Linked DNA regions of Hordeum vulgare: region 1 is linked to region 2. Evidence: chromatin contacts called from public Hi-C data. All regions are on one chromosome and are shown on one strand. Each heading gives the region's core, a stretch centred on a gene start, on an enhancer-like site or on the middle of the called end of the contact. The rest is flanking DNA. Distances are from core to core; before and after follow the strand shown. Region 1 holds the start of LOC123396558 (protein Brevis radix-like 1). Region 2 holds the start of LOC123396502.

Evidence for each region. Hi-C and Micro-C count contacts between places; a contact is called where the count stands out from the background.
Region 1: a contact with region 2 is called in a Hi-C map of leaf, with 4 times the contacts expected there. The contact joins the promoter of LOC123396558 here to the promoter of LOC123396502 in region 2. A contact is called at or near these places in 4 of 6 Hi-C or Micro-C datasets (leaf and seedling) and 1 of 1 datasets of contacts at active chromatin or transcription factors (embryo).

The regions. Positions count from the first base shown.
Region 1 is chr5H:428,390,743-428,397,671 of MorexV3_pseudomolecules_assembly, reverse strand. LOC123396558 (protein Brevis radix-like 1) reads left to right here and starts at 4,475. Exons shown (of 5, transcript XM_045091463.1): 1 at 4,475-4,905; 2 at 5,143-5,552. The coding sequence starts at 4,747.
Region 2 is chr5H:427,609,636-427,616,598 of MorexV3_pseudomolecules_assembly, reverse strand. LOC123396502 reads right to left here and starts at 4,948. Exons shown (of 15, transcript XM_045091420.1): 1 at 4,625-4,948; 2 at 3,590-3,680; 3 at 3,423-3,498; 4 at 3,236-3,320; 5 at 1,969-2,038; 6 at 1,567-1,636; 7 at 257-302; 8 at 121-172; 9 at 1-20. The coding sequence starts at 4,797. It overlaps LOC123396501 (transcription initiation factor TFIID subunit 2), which reads right to left. Exons shown (of 24, transcript XM_045091416.1): 24 at 5,325-6,592. The coding sequence ends at 5,578.

The sequences.
Region 1 (6,929 bases), core at 3,226-5,725, 780 kb before region 2:
GACGGCACATGCACAGGTGGCCCCGTGTGTCAGCCATCAAGTCACTCGGTTGTTGTCCTCCTTAATGTGGAAGCCCATGGATCACACTCCATAACTTTCACTTCTAAGCCCTTTTGCCTTTTCAAAGTCCGACACACCAAACCTTAGCTCCGATATCTTTCTTTCTTTCACCTCGTCGGCGGCGAAATGAACTCGCATTCGGTCACGTGTCGTAAGGGGAAGCACGGCCGAGGTAGCGTCATCCTCCGACCACCGCAACCGCTACTCCTTCACCCCTGCCTTCACCTTTCATCATCCCGTCGTCGGTGGCCGCTCCTCGCATGCAGCCGTTTGTGAAGGCGGAGATATGCAAGCGCTATTGGGACACGACACGTCATTGCCGTGGACGGACGTGCACCTCCCCAAAATTGACACCTCTCCGTAGATTGAGTGTTCATTCCCCTAATCCCGGTGAGCGTCTCCGGCGGTCACAAGGAGATCCACCATCGCCACACCCACCTGCCATCGGACCTCGTCAACGACCGCACGTATGCCCTAGATTCACTTATGTGGGATACCTGGTTCCCCGATGAGCACAACCTGTAGCGTCAATCGTATTTTGCACGTCGTCCAGGGAACTCTGTCGGACGCGCGCGCGCTCCTAGCCCGCCCCATACGTGGGGGCGTACGCTGGTTCACCGCCTCACACCCACCCCTTCGTCGTCGTCGTCCCCGCCACCAGAATCCACTCCGATAACCATCGATGAGGAAGAGGAGCTCATCAGGGTGGTGATGGACAACTCCATTCGTACCTACGACGAGCGCCATTTGCGGGGTCTTGAGGAGATGATGGCCTTCTCCACGGTCGGCGACGTCACCATTCGGAGTTGGAGCTGACCGTCAAGGAGGAGGTCGTGAAGGAGCCCCCCACTGGCATGTGGAACCCGTGCATGGTCGGCCAGAGTTGGACCCACAAAGGCGGAGATGGCAGACTGGGTGGATGCCGAGCTTTGGGCGCTCACACCGCCACGACCACCTTCCTCGCGCACGGGAGGAGGTGGTGCACACGCTTTCGACCATGCAACCACCACACACGCCACCCATCCCACCTTTGGACGCCTCCGCCATACGTTGACCTCACCATGAACGATGATGATGAAGACGCGTGAGGACAACGCTGCAATCGACGACGGCCAAGACAACGGTGGCATTGAAGTTTTTCTTATGTTAATTTTTAATTAAAGCATGTGCTAATGCATCATCTCTTATCACGTTATGAGAGGAGCATTAATAATTTAAGATAGAATCATGTCAATGCATTGTTACTTAGGTTGTCCATAATGGGAGTATCATATATGGTATCATGCATGCCAACTAGACAATTTGATGAGATGACATATAATTAAATAAAAAAAGAGTGTTGAGTATCATATCATGATACTGTATCATATTACATGATGTGTGCTACTATGTGTCTTGTATGGTAATAAATGAACTACTCTGTGATATTAATATATGATATACAATACTATGCATTACGAATGTGATATCATACACTAGTATTATGCATAGTATCATATGCATCATACCAGTATATGATACTATGCATTACAAACAGCCTTATGAGTTATGTATCTACATTTAATAATTTAGGGTAATGCATGTATATGATTGGACTAGAACCATTTTTTATCCACGATCACGTGTAAGGGTTGTATGTTAATTAAGATGCAACTCGCTTTTTTTTCTTCATTAGCTAGCATGTCACGTCAGTAAAATGTTTATGAAACCGCGTTAAAAAACTAATAGCATTGGCGAAAGCTTAAATGATCGGGACTTTTATGAATTTTTAGATTTTATGAATGTTTAATTGACTTCTACTTACTAGCAAAAGGGGCCGTGCGTTACAACGGGAGTAAAAAATACCACGCGCTTTTAATCTTTTTATAATAATTTTGATTTATTAAAATAATAAGCTAACTAACTAATGTAGTCAGTCCTATCCTATTTTGTTAAGAAATCAACCCGTCCATTGTTAATTCCACCATGATGAGAAATTGAGCGGAACAAGTAAAGCAAAACAAAGAGGCTACGTGAATTGATCAATGGATTGTTATCTTATTTCACTCATGGGGTAGAGAATGTGGGATCAGATGACAAACTGAATGGGGTGTTCCATTCTCTATCTCTACAACAATGCAATCTTACATTCAATACATTCATTCATCAGCAAACAAATCCCCACAAAACAAAAATTCTTGCTCGTGCTTGGCACACGGTTGGATGCATGGGGAGGGGATCTCACCAGATGATGAGTTCTTGCCGGAGGAGGGGATACGATGAGGGGAGCAAGGGTTAGGCGCCTCTATCTGGCCATAAGGAATCGCCGTTGCCGCGCCATAACCTCAGAGTTCCCCGTGTGAGCCATGGAGGCCCACCTCCACCTGCAAGTACTTCGCTCCACCGCGCCTTATCCGCGCGCCGCCGCCGTTCTGCATCGAGGAGACACATCATCCCCAGTCATTGTAGATGTCGCGTTGATTTGATCCAGAAGCTGTGCTCGAGCGCCGAAACGGGGGCAGCAAGCAGGCAGAGGTATGGCCGCGGAGGCGGGTGGGTTGAGATTGAAAACAGTGGTGGTTGAGGTCGGCCGCGGCGGTGAGTGGTGTGGCAGCAACCTGGGCACAGGCCAAGGTGGACCAGGGTCGACGCGATGCGCTCGAGCGCCGCAACGGGGGCAGTGAGCGGGGAGAGGTACGACGGCGGAGGCGGGTGGATTGAGATCGGCAGCAGTGGCGGTTGAGGTCGGCCGCGGCGACGAGTGGTGTGGCGGCAGCCTGGGCACAGGCCAGGGTGGCCCAGGGTCAATGGGAGGAGGCGATGCGTACGGGTATAATTTTTGCAGCGAATCGTTTTTTCCTTTTGCTTTGCAGATAAATGATGGAGCGCGGTTTGAATAACAAAAATTACATGGGCTTTTTTATAAAAATGCCGTGGTGGGTTTACCGACGGAAGCTAACTAACTAATGTAGTCAGTCCTATCCTATTTTGTTAAGAAATCAACCCGTCCATTGTTAATTCCACCATGATGAGAAATTGAGCGGAACAAGTAAAGCAAAACAAAGAGGTTACGTGAATTGATCAATGGATTGTTATCTTATTTCACTTATGGATAGAGAATGTGGGATCAGATGACAAACTGAATGGGGTGTTCCATTCTCTGTCTCTACAACAATGCAATCTTACATTCAATACATTCATTCATCACCAAACAAATCACCACAAAACAAAAATTCTTGCTGGTGCTTGGCACACGGTTGGATGCATGGGGAGGGGATCTCACCAGATGATGAGTTCCTGCCGGAGGAGGGGATACGATGAGGGGAGCAAGGGTTAGGCGCCTCTATCTGGCCAAATGAAATCACCGTTGCCGCGCCATAACCTCGGAGTTCCCCGTGTGAGCCATGGAGGCCCACCTCCACCTGCAAGTACTTCGCTCCACCGCGCCTTATCCGCGCGCCGCCGCCGTTCTGCATCGAGGAGACACATCATCCCGAGTCACTGTAGCTGTCGCGTTGATTTGATCCAGAAGCTGTGCTCGAGCGCCGAAACGGGGGCAGCAAGCGGGAAGAGATATGACCGCGGAGGCGGGTGGGTTGAGATCGACAGCAGTGGTGGTTGAGGTCGGCCGCGGCGGTGAGTGGTGTGGCAGCGACCTGGGCACAGGCCAGGGTGGACCAGGGTCGACGCGATGCGCTCGAGAGTCGCAACGGAGGCAGTGAGCGGGGAGAGGTACGGCCGCGGAGGCGGGTGGATTGAGATCGGCAGCGGTGGCGGTTGAGGTCGGCCGCGGCGACGAGTGGTGTGGCGGTGGCCTGGGCACAGGCCAGGGTGGCCCAGGGTCAACGGGAGGAGGCGATGCGTACGGGTATAATTTTTGCAGCGAATCGTTTTTTCATTTTGCGTTGCAGATAAATGATGGAGCGCGGTTTGAATAACAAAAATTACATGAACTTTTTTATAAAAATGCTGTGGTGGGTTTTCCGAGGAAAGCAATAGCCACTTTATTACTCCCTCCGTCCGGAAATACTTGTTCTAGAAATAGATGAATCTAGACTTATTTTAGTTATAGATACATTCATTATATTCATTTTTAGGACAAGTATTTCCGGACGGAGGGAGTATTAGGTATAGATTATGTTATTAAAATGTATTCGTTTTTTTATTTTTTATTTTTGCAATGCGAAGAATTTGTGATACGGCCGCGCGTTTGATGCATGTCTAGCATTGAAGTTGGCCTCACTCTCCCTCTCCGCTGGCAATGGCAGTGGCAAGTAGTACTACTCCTGCCAGTGGCCACACGGCCGCGGCCCCTCGGGGGCCCGCGACCCACCAGCGGCGTGTCAGGGAAGCTTTACATTGATGGGTCCGTCGATCCAGTCGAGCCCGTGGAGTCGGGCAGGCAGCCGCTCCATAAATTAAATCCCACTTGGCTCGTGCCGCCCGCAGTGCGGCTGCTGCCATTAACCCGCGATATACTATAATCCGGCCATTAATGCCCTTAACTCGAGCTCGAGATCGGAGGCGACGAGGGGCGTGCGCGCGCGCGCGTGTGTACTACCTCGCCACGTCCTGGTCCGTGTCGCCGTCCGTGCGCTACGTGCCGCCCCACCATTTAAGGCCGCGCGCCGCTCCCGGTCTCGCTTTCCGGGGCGGGAGGGTCTGTCTCTGTCTGTCGGTCAGAGGCGCGTGCTCGCCGGCGGCGGGATGCTCACGTGCATCGCCTGCTCCAGGCAGCTCGGCGGCGGCGGTGTGCCGCCGCTCCACGAGCCGCCGGAGGACGAGGACGTCATCGATGCCGGACTGGGCGTGGGGGGCGCTGCCACGCCCAGCACCCGGCAGGCCATCAAGGCGCTCACGGCGCAGGTGGGCTCTCGGGACTGCGCTTCCTCTCTCTTGCGACTGGAGTCCTGCTTGAGAAAATGTCGATTTTTTGTTTTGTTTTGTTTCTCTTGCTCTGTTCATCGGAAGGGGACGACGAGTTTTTTAATCCGTCTGAATCTGTCTGCAAGTCACGGCCTTTTAGGTCTTGGAATCTTGTCTCGAGGTCGTAATCATCAGATCGGGTGGGACTGAATTGACGGGGGATTTTCTTGGGTTCAGATCAAGGACATGGCGCTCAAGGCGTCGGGCGCGTACCGGCACTGCAAGCCCTGCGCCGGCTCCTCCGCGGGGGCCTCGGGGCGGCACCACCCGTACCACCACCGCGGCGGCAGCGGCTTCCGAGGCTCCGACGCTGCCTCGGGTTCCGACCGCTTCCACTACGCGTACCGGCGCGCCGCGGGCGGCGGCTCCAGCGGGGACGCCACGCCGTCCATGAGCGCGCGCACCGACTTCCCCGTCGGCGACGAGGAGGAGGAAGAGGAGGAGGACGGGATGTCATCTGGCGGCGGCGGCGGCGGCGGCAAGGAAGACAACGCCAAGGAGTGGGTGGCGCAGGTTGAGCCCGGCGTCCTCATCACGTTCGTCTCGCTGCCGCAAGGTGGCAACGACCTCAAACGCATCCGATTCAGGTGTGTGCTCTTACGCGATTGCGCCTGCATTACTCTGATTGTTGGCTGGAAAATATCTTGGTGGCCACATTTTCAGAAAATGTGATTGGAATTTTGAGATCCTCCTGCATATGAATAGATTTTTGTGTGTGTTAAATTTGGTAAAAAAACGCAGATAGATGAAGCGCAGTGTGTTGAACAACTCTCAACGAATTGAAGTTTCAAGTAGCATGTTTCATCTTTTTTACTGCTCAGTGCACGGAGTTACTACAAATTTCTTTGAGAAATGCCGAATGTGAATAGTTAAACATTTGAGCCTAAAGCTTTCGTGGTTAACCTCTTGTTCTTACTTGGGCACCGTTGGAAACTTGGTATGGTGGGATTCTTTTTGGACTATGTACTACAAAAATATTTGCCACGCTTTTTCCTCACTGCTATGCGTCCTATATATAGATAGTAATAAATCCCTTGAGATTTTACACACTGGATGAGCTGTAACGGGAACAATCTGCCGCATTGACTTAGAATAGGCTCTCATTTAACCCCTCACGTGCTCCAGCCAGGTCCAAGTCTAGATGTGTCAGCATGCATGTTGTGTGAGGAGCCGGTAGATTTAGAATTGCCCACGCTAGAAGCATAGCAGCTCCAGTGCATCAACTTGCTATGAATTTTGAACTTGCTAGTTTATGTGGGGGCAAGTCCAGCTTGCACATTTGTACTTTAGGCTACGAAAATGATACGTTTGCTGTGCTGGCGATGATGCTTCCTCTCCACCAAGGGGTGGTATTATCATGGGATAGAGACATGAAAGGCCCACAAGCCACACCCCCTCTGGGTATCCAATACAGAAGCTTAATTGGAAGACATTGGAACAGAAATGTTCTGCTCATCACTCTTCTTTGGCCATTTGCTTGGCTTGTGGTTTTCTTATTGATATGTAGTTGGGTCCCTCTATACCGGTTTATCCGGAGAACCATCCAACTTGGACACTTGACTGCAGCACTTTTGCTAATGTGCAATACTACAAAATATTCTACCATATATCTGCTACCCTATTTTGCCACTCCTATGTGTTCTGTAGTTGGTAAATCCTTGTTCTTTTAAATTTCATGACTGGATGGGCTCTAACGAGAGCAATCGGGGGCATTGTAAAATAGCAATGACTTCAGAAAATGGTACTAATTGTCAACTCTAAATTTAGCCCCCCGATGTGCTCCAGCGGTCCAGCCAGGTTGAATTATAGATGTGTCATCATGCATGTTATAGAGTTGTAAGGTTTAGATTTTTTATTCATACATTATAGAGTTTACGGGATCAGCTCCAGTGTATCAGCTTGTTATGAATTTTGAACTTGTCAATACTATGACGGGCAAGTCCAGGTTGCAATTTTGTACTTTA
Region 2 (6,963 bases), core at 3,699-6,198:
AGTACAGGGCCACCAATATCCTGCACATCACATAGTTTGTCTACATCAGGATCCCTTTGGAGAATAATGAAATATTGATGATTCAGTTATTGCTATACCAAGGATTCACTGTATACCGACCATTGGATTGGACCACCTTATGCAGACAAGAAAAGCAAAGCACTGGGAAATCCTGTAAAATTTGTCATCAGGTAATTAATGAGGACTGCTCCACTGAATTACAGCGTAACTCAAAATGACGGGATATCTGTTTTACCAAAAGTTAATGAATAAATCCCACCATCCCAGAGTAACTGCATCACCTGTGGCAAATAATACAACTTAGCCGATTCAGATGTTGACCTATGGCTAAGTGCTTCAGCTTCTTAACATGTTTGACTATGGATGCTACTACTTGTACACTTTTACCTCCCTTCGGAAATACCTGACGTGGTTGTAGTTCAAATTTGAACTAAAACCGCGTCAATTATTTCCAAACAGAGGGAGTAGTTATCCTCAAAAATTTACTGTGCTAATCCAGCAGAAAAGTACCTAAAGCTGCATTTGGATGTATGTATTCGGCCTCCAAATCGTGAATTCGTATTCAAAACGCCCTAATTCCATTGTTTGGATAACCTCAGTATTCACCAGTGGAATCACACTCCAATACCAAGTGCTGCTCTCGCTCACTTGCAAACACCCTTCCTCGATATCGAGCTCACGACCTCTGTACTCGTCTGAAATCGCATCACTCCGCAAAAAACATACGGTCCGCTCAATCCCGAGAAAGAAAACAGAAGCAGGTGTCTTTCTCCCTCCTCTTCTCTTCATCCACCCCTCCATCTCCCGCCGGTCTGCCTCGTGAAAACCCTCCATCTCCCGCGGGTCCGCCTCGTGCGTGTGACTCCTCTTACTCCCACCGACCAGCCACGCGTGTGGACCCTTCCTCTTCTCCAATGTGTGTCGCTGAACCAGGGTGGCCTTCCCGTGGCGCCTCCTACAGAAATCCATGGCGGCCACAAACGAGGCCCTGCCCGTTGAGCACATTACGTTCTTCTGAACCTGACCGCCGAAGGACTCAAGTTAACCACCTCCAATCGATGGATTCATCTCCATCTTCTTCGCCTCCGGTGCCTGACATGATGGGAGTAGCATGACTGCTCGGTTGCGAGCAGCGGCAGGGAGCAGGGCTTCAGTGGTGGGGACGACGGAGGCGTGGAGTAGGGCATCAGCGATGGGGAAGACAAAGGCAGGAGCAGGGGTGGGGAAAACAGAGGCTGGTGTTGAGTTGTAGCAGGGCGTCTGCCTTGTAATACAGTGCTTTTTTTGTCCATCCAAACAGACATTAGAATTGGCTAGTCCCTACAGATTCCAACAGGCAATTACATGTACATCCAAACATCAAATCTTGAATTGTAGCCCATTTCAATATCTTGGTTGATTTGGTTATTTAATTCCTTGGGGCCAATACATACGTCCAAACACAGCCTAAGACTAGACATTGATGTAATCTAGTAGAAAGAGGGAAGCATATATAATGTCAAACAGCATAACTAGACCACACTTAATAGTATTTGTATAGCTTACCGCATAGCTTAAGAAGCATGAGTGAAGTAGCTGCTAGTAGAAACACCATGGAAATTGCAACCCAGAAGTGCTAAGGAAATATGAAGCTGTTAGTAATGGCTAAGGTTAAGTCTTCATAGAAGATTATCCAGTAATCACCATTGACCTTTTTGGACATCCCTTGTTGATGTCTATTATTTTTAAATACATTATGGTACATGTATGTAAGTATGCTAGAATTAGCAACATATCACTTTGTTGGAAAAAGCAACATTTATCCAAAAAATGCACTTTGGGGAAATGATTTCTACTGAAATGGAAAAGAATATAGGTTTTGTTGATTCGGTTAAAAGGTAGGAGAACAAGCCAACACAGGACAAAAATTATGGAACAGCAGGTGCAGTGTGTACTCTGGATTCTTACAGGAAGCCTATCCCATATCTCTTCATCAGTGATTGTTTCCCCATGTCCAGGCATTAGAGCACCAAACATCCTAATGATAATGGGAAAAGATAGGAAGCACAACAAAACAACTAGAAATGTTAGCTAAAATATTCTTTACAACATAGTTTCTGAAATGGACAAATGTTCACTCGAAGACGTCCAGTGAGTCATGTGTTCACATTAAAATTTAGTCAATAATATACTAGCAATTAGCATAGCATATAAGGTAGTATTGAGCAACCCAGTGGCCAGGAACAAGTATATAAGCGAAAATTATTGATTACTAAGTTACTATCATGTGAATAATAATACCATAAGATTTTATTCACTGTCAGCAGTTTCTACAATGTGAGACATTGAGTGAGAGTGACATTGTACAGGTTGGATTATTACTGACAAAAATGTATTGTGCAATAGAAGTTCATCGGTTTGCATCATAGTAACATGTTATCATGGCTACCTGGCTAGGCAGTCGGAACATTGAATTGAAACCCTCCCAAGTTTAAAAATACTCCCTCTGTACCATAATATATGACATTTAGCAGCTCAAATTGAGCTGCTAAAACATCATATATTATGGTACGGAGGGAGTACAATTGTAATATGGAATGTTATCCAAAATATTATTAGTAATGCATGGAACTGAAGTTACTAAACCTGCAAAATGTTAATTAATGGTCATTGATTGCCAGTGGCAGGGCTTAACTAGATATCAAGCTGGGGCCAATCAATAGTGTATTAATTTAGTACTCCCTCCGTCACAGTTTAGAAGGCACGGTTAAATTTACGTGCATTTTCATAATAGACAAGGTTTAAGGAACATTGCATTTACTCCTAACAGCTAATTAGTACTCCGTTGTACTATTTCTATATGCATGTGTAGTGTGAATGCTATTTTTCAACTCATCTGACAGCCAATCAATAACCACCTAGGTTCCAGAGAATTTGCAAGCGTGCCTTCTAAACCGTGACGGAGGGAGTATGTAAAGATTTAATGCCTGCCTTGATTAAGTACCAAATCACAATTTTTTTCGTACATATTAACGAGATTTTGATTTGGAAGGAGGGGGCCCACCCTGGCAGCTAAGACAATGTTGATTGGACATAGGTGTTTAAAATCTTAGAACATTGAGTGACTCGGATAAAACTGGAAAACCAACTTTTGGATGAATGCTAGTAAATTTCCAACAGTGATACATACAATACAAGTACAATTGCAGTTTTGCCCTAAAGAATTGTCAGTTACCTGAAATTGTCAACTAATGTAATAATTTCCAAGGCCAGGAGTGGAAGGAAAACAAGCTTTAAATCTAGAAAAGGTTCACCCTGACCTGCAGATGACAGATAACACACTCAGCTGGCAAGTGAAAATAAGGAGACAAACAAAAACGAATGTGTTTTTTGGATAAATTCACAATGAGCGTTGGATTCACCTTCCAGGTAGATACAGAGAAGCAGTTCAAACGCAACTAGCAAGGGCGTGGCAACAATGGAATGGCATGGAATACGCTGTGAAGTTGAATAGTGTAATTTACTTGCTGCCAGAAATTTCAACTTCAGAATGGAAAAATGAATTTGGAGCAAAAGTTAGCAGACACACCTGATAATTTTGAAGCAACGAAGGAGCAGGCAATGAGAATCTATACCGAGCAACGACAGCATGGAACAACCAGAGAGGAACGAAAAGCACCCTGCAGATTTGTCGAGCATTTTGAAAATTGCAACATGCAGAGGGTACCCTCAGTTCATCACCAGACAAAGTACAGCTTGGTATAACTAGGAAATGAAGACAAAACCAACTTATTTAGCTTTTGTTATCAGAAAAATAGTTGGAACCAATTTATAAGACCAGTTGCCGCCCAATTCCCCTCAAATGGTTAGTCTTCTCTTGGGTATAGCAATTAGCTACGGACACAGCCTCATCCTCACAGAGAAAGGTCTTATCCTTGGTGATAGATCTGGAAGACCCGCAAAATGCTGCCGCCTTCAATGGGGACAGGCATGAGGCTGCCATGCTGTTCAATAAAAATCGGTGTGGAAGTGCGTCCATCAGTGGAGCAGTGGTTCGGGCAGGCTTCGGGTTGGAGCTTGGCGCTTAGGGGTGGCGTGTGTGGCATTGGAATCACCTATTTTGTGGACTTTACAACACTGTTTCCTACGACCTCTCTGTACCAAGATGTAAGGCTTATTTTGGTTTTGCATATTGGAGTGTCTAGCAATGAATGGTGAAGCAAAAGCTAGGCCGTAGCAAAGTACAAAAACTCTACAGGGATGTTCTCAAATCACCAATACCAATATACCGCTTCCCAAAACCGATGAGACACGAATCTGCATGTTAAATCGGAATGCAGCTTTTTTTCCATCGATATCGTGCCAGCTATTTCCTGTTCTCGTCGTCCTCGGTGGTAAATTCAAAACAAAGCGTCCGGAAAAGAAAAAACAGCATGCTCGATCTAACTACCTCAGGGTTGCTATAATAACCGCACGAGATTCAGAGTGGTGCACACCACGAATGACGCACGGTCTCGACTCAGGCGCCCGCCCAGATTCTCGCCGAGAGCTACTGTAACTGACAAAAAAGGTACGGGCATGGCTAGGGTATGGGGTTGGTTGGGGGTGGGCGGACTAAACTTACCACCAGGAGCGGGAGAAGAAGACGCCGTCGAGCCTGAGGGCGAGGAGGGTGGTGAAGCAGAGCAGCAGCGCGTGCGCCGCCGCCTCCCGCGCCGCCCTCCGCACCCGCCTCCACGTCCCCGGCGAGCCCCTGCCCGCCCGCGCGGCGGCGCCTGATGCTGCTCCATGTGCCATAGTAGTGCGACGGCGCCCGCCGTCCAGCCCGTTCAGGAGCTCTCTTTTGTTCGTGATCCGCGTGGGAGTGGAACGCGAGAGCGACGCGCAGGGGCCCGGCCCGTCGGCTTTGGACTCATCGCACGGTCTGGAAGACCGCGTTGCCCGGATAAGGCCATCGCTTTACTTCCCTTTCTTGGCCTAAAACCCGTGCGGTTTCCTCGCCGCTTTACTTCCCTTTTTTTTTAGAGGGCGTTTGGTTGCTGGCAGCTTTGTCTGGATTCAGTTTGCTATTTCGAGAAGGGTTTGCTTGCCGGGAACTTCCCGGAGGCAAGGGCCATGACAAAACTGACGCTTTTCTTATGGCAAATTACGGAGCATGACAACTTCGGAAGTGTCAAAAGAAAAACGCAACATTACAAATACACAAGGACAACCTGTAGCAATGCATCCAAGACTTCTTATATGGCATACAAATGAAAAGCCTTCGTCAACAGAGTTGAACTGCACCATGGCATCCACGATAGGGAGACTTGACAATGGAGCAATCACATAATGGGGCGCTCGCCTTGGCCCTAAGTTGCTTACCCCCTACAGCTTCATCTGAATTACTCCCAGAAATTACTGGGGCGGTTGTGTTTTTACAAGATACATTAGCCATTCACAAAAAAAAATCTGGCTGCTCATTATGTCATCGTACAATCTACCCCTCGCCTGTTTCTTTTCTACTGTACAGCAACTCAATCCTCATAAAAAGTGGCGCGACGACCATCTAGGTAGGATCTCTTACAACTCCGCTTATTAGCCTATCTTCTTCAAGGGCTTGAATTTGATCTTTATTTTCTTGGTCGGCGGCGGTGTCCTGTCAACCGCAGCATCCTTGTTTGAAACCTGGGGCTCGGCGCTTCGCTCTGGGGCTGGTGGCGTTGCTGCCACAGTTCCTTGTGAGTCGGAGGGTTTCACTATATCTTGCTGAGAAGAAGCTCTGTCACCTTCCTTCTGCTTTCGGGCTAACTCTTTCTCCATCTTTTTCTTCTCTTTCTTAAGACGCTTTTTCGCCAGGTACTCGGGGTCATCTTTCTTGTCTCGTTTTTCGTCCCGGCTCCGCTTCTTATCTTTCTTGTCCTTTCTCTTCTTCTCTTTAGAGTGCAGCCCGTTGACGGAATCTGGAGCTTGGGTTCCAACATAGCTGGTGGATACTCCTTCAAGCTGACTGCCAGGCTTATCCACATCTTCCCGCACATTGACGACAGGAGAGAACTCATTCTTGGGCACCAGTAGCCTTGAATCAGCGGCATCTATCCTTGAATCGGCTGTACACTGTAGTTCCTTGGAAATTTCGTACGTGTCCATTACTTTGGCATTGCTCACGCTTGCAGACATCCTTGATTCACGTTCATGACATGAGTTCTGCTCCTCAATATTATGATTACTTGTGGTCGGTGGCTCATTTGGCACTCCAACCATAGGGGCATCCACCGACATAGAACTACAAGGACCCGCTTCGTTTTCATTTCTTCCACCATGTGAATGATCCCTGTGATCAGCACCATCTCCTTTACTGGATGATGCAGTACGCCTAACCCTAATTTTGACAACATTCCTTCGCTCGCTACAGTTAGATATGTTATCAGCATCTTTGGAAGGTACAGTGGCAGGTAAGACCTCACGGACACTAGGAGTGCTAGTGGAAGGTTCTTGAGGCCTTGATAGTTGAGGAACCGAGGAATCAGCTTTAGTATGCTGATCAACGGATATCTCCTGGACCAGTGGAGATGGGGCGACATTCTTTGGAACTCCATACAGTGTTGGAGGCCTGAAATAGGAAATATATCAATATAAGGGTACAATATACAGGAAAACATATTTTATATTGGAAGGAATGCTCAATGACTTCAGATTTGCCCTTGGTAGTTGGTACACTAATGAAACATTGTCACCATCTTTTTTAAATGGCCATATATATCGACCAAAACTCCAGCTGGTTATACCACAAAATAAAAATGGAAAAGCAGGTAATAATTAGTGTTGATCATGCATTATGTTTTTAGCAGAATCATGCATTACTTAGCATAATGCTCCCTCCATTCCACAATGTAGTGCGCCCGCGCTTTCCGAGATCTTAGCTTGACCATACATTAACCAATCGGTCTCGTTGGTTAAATGTATGGTCAAACTTAGATCTCG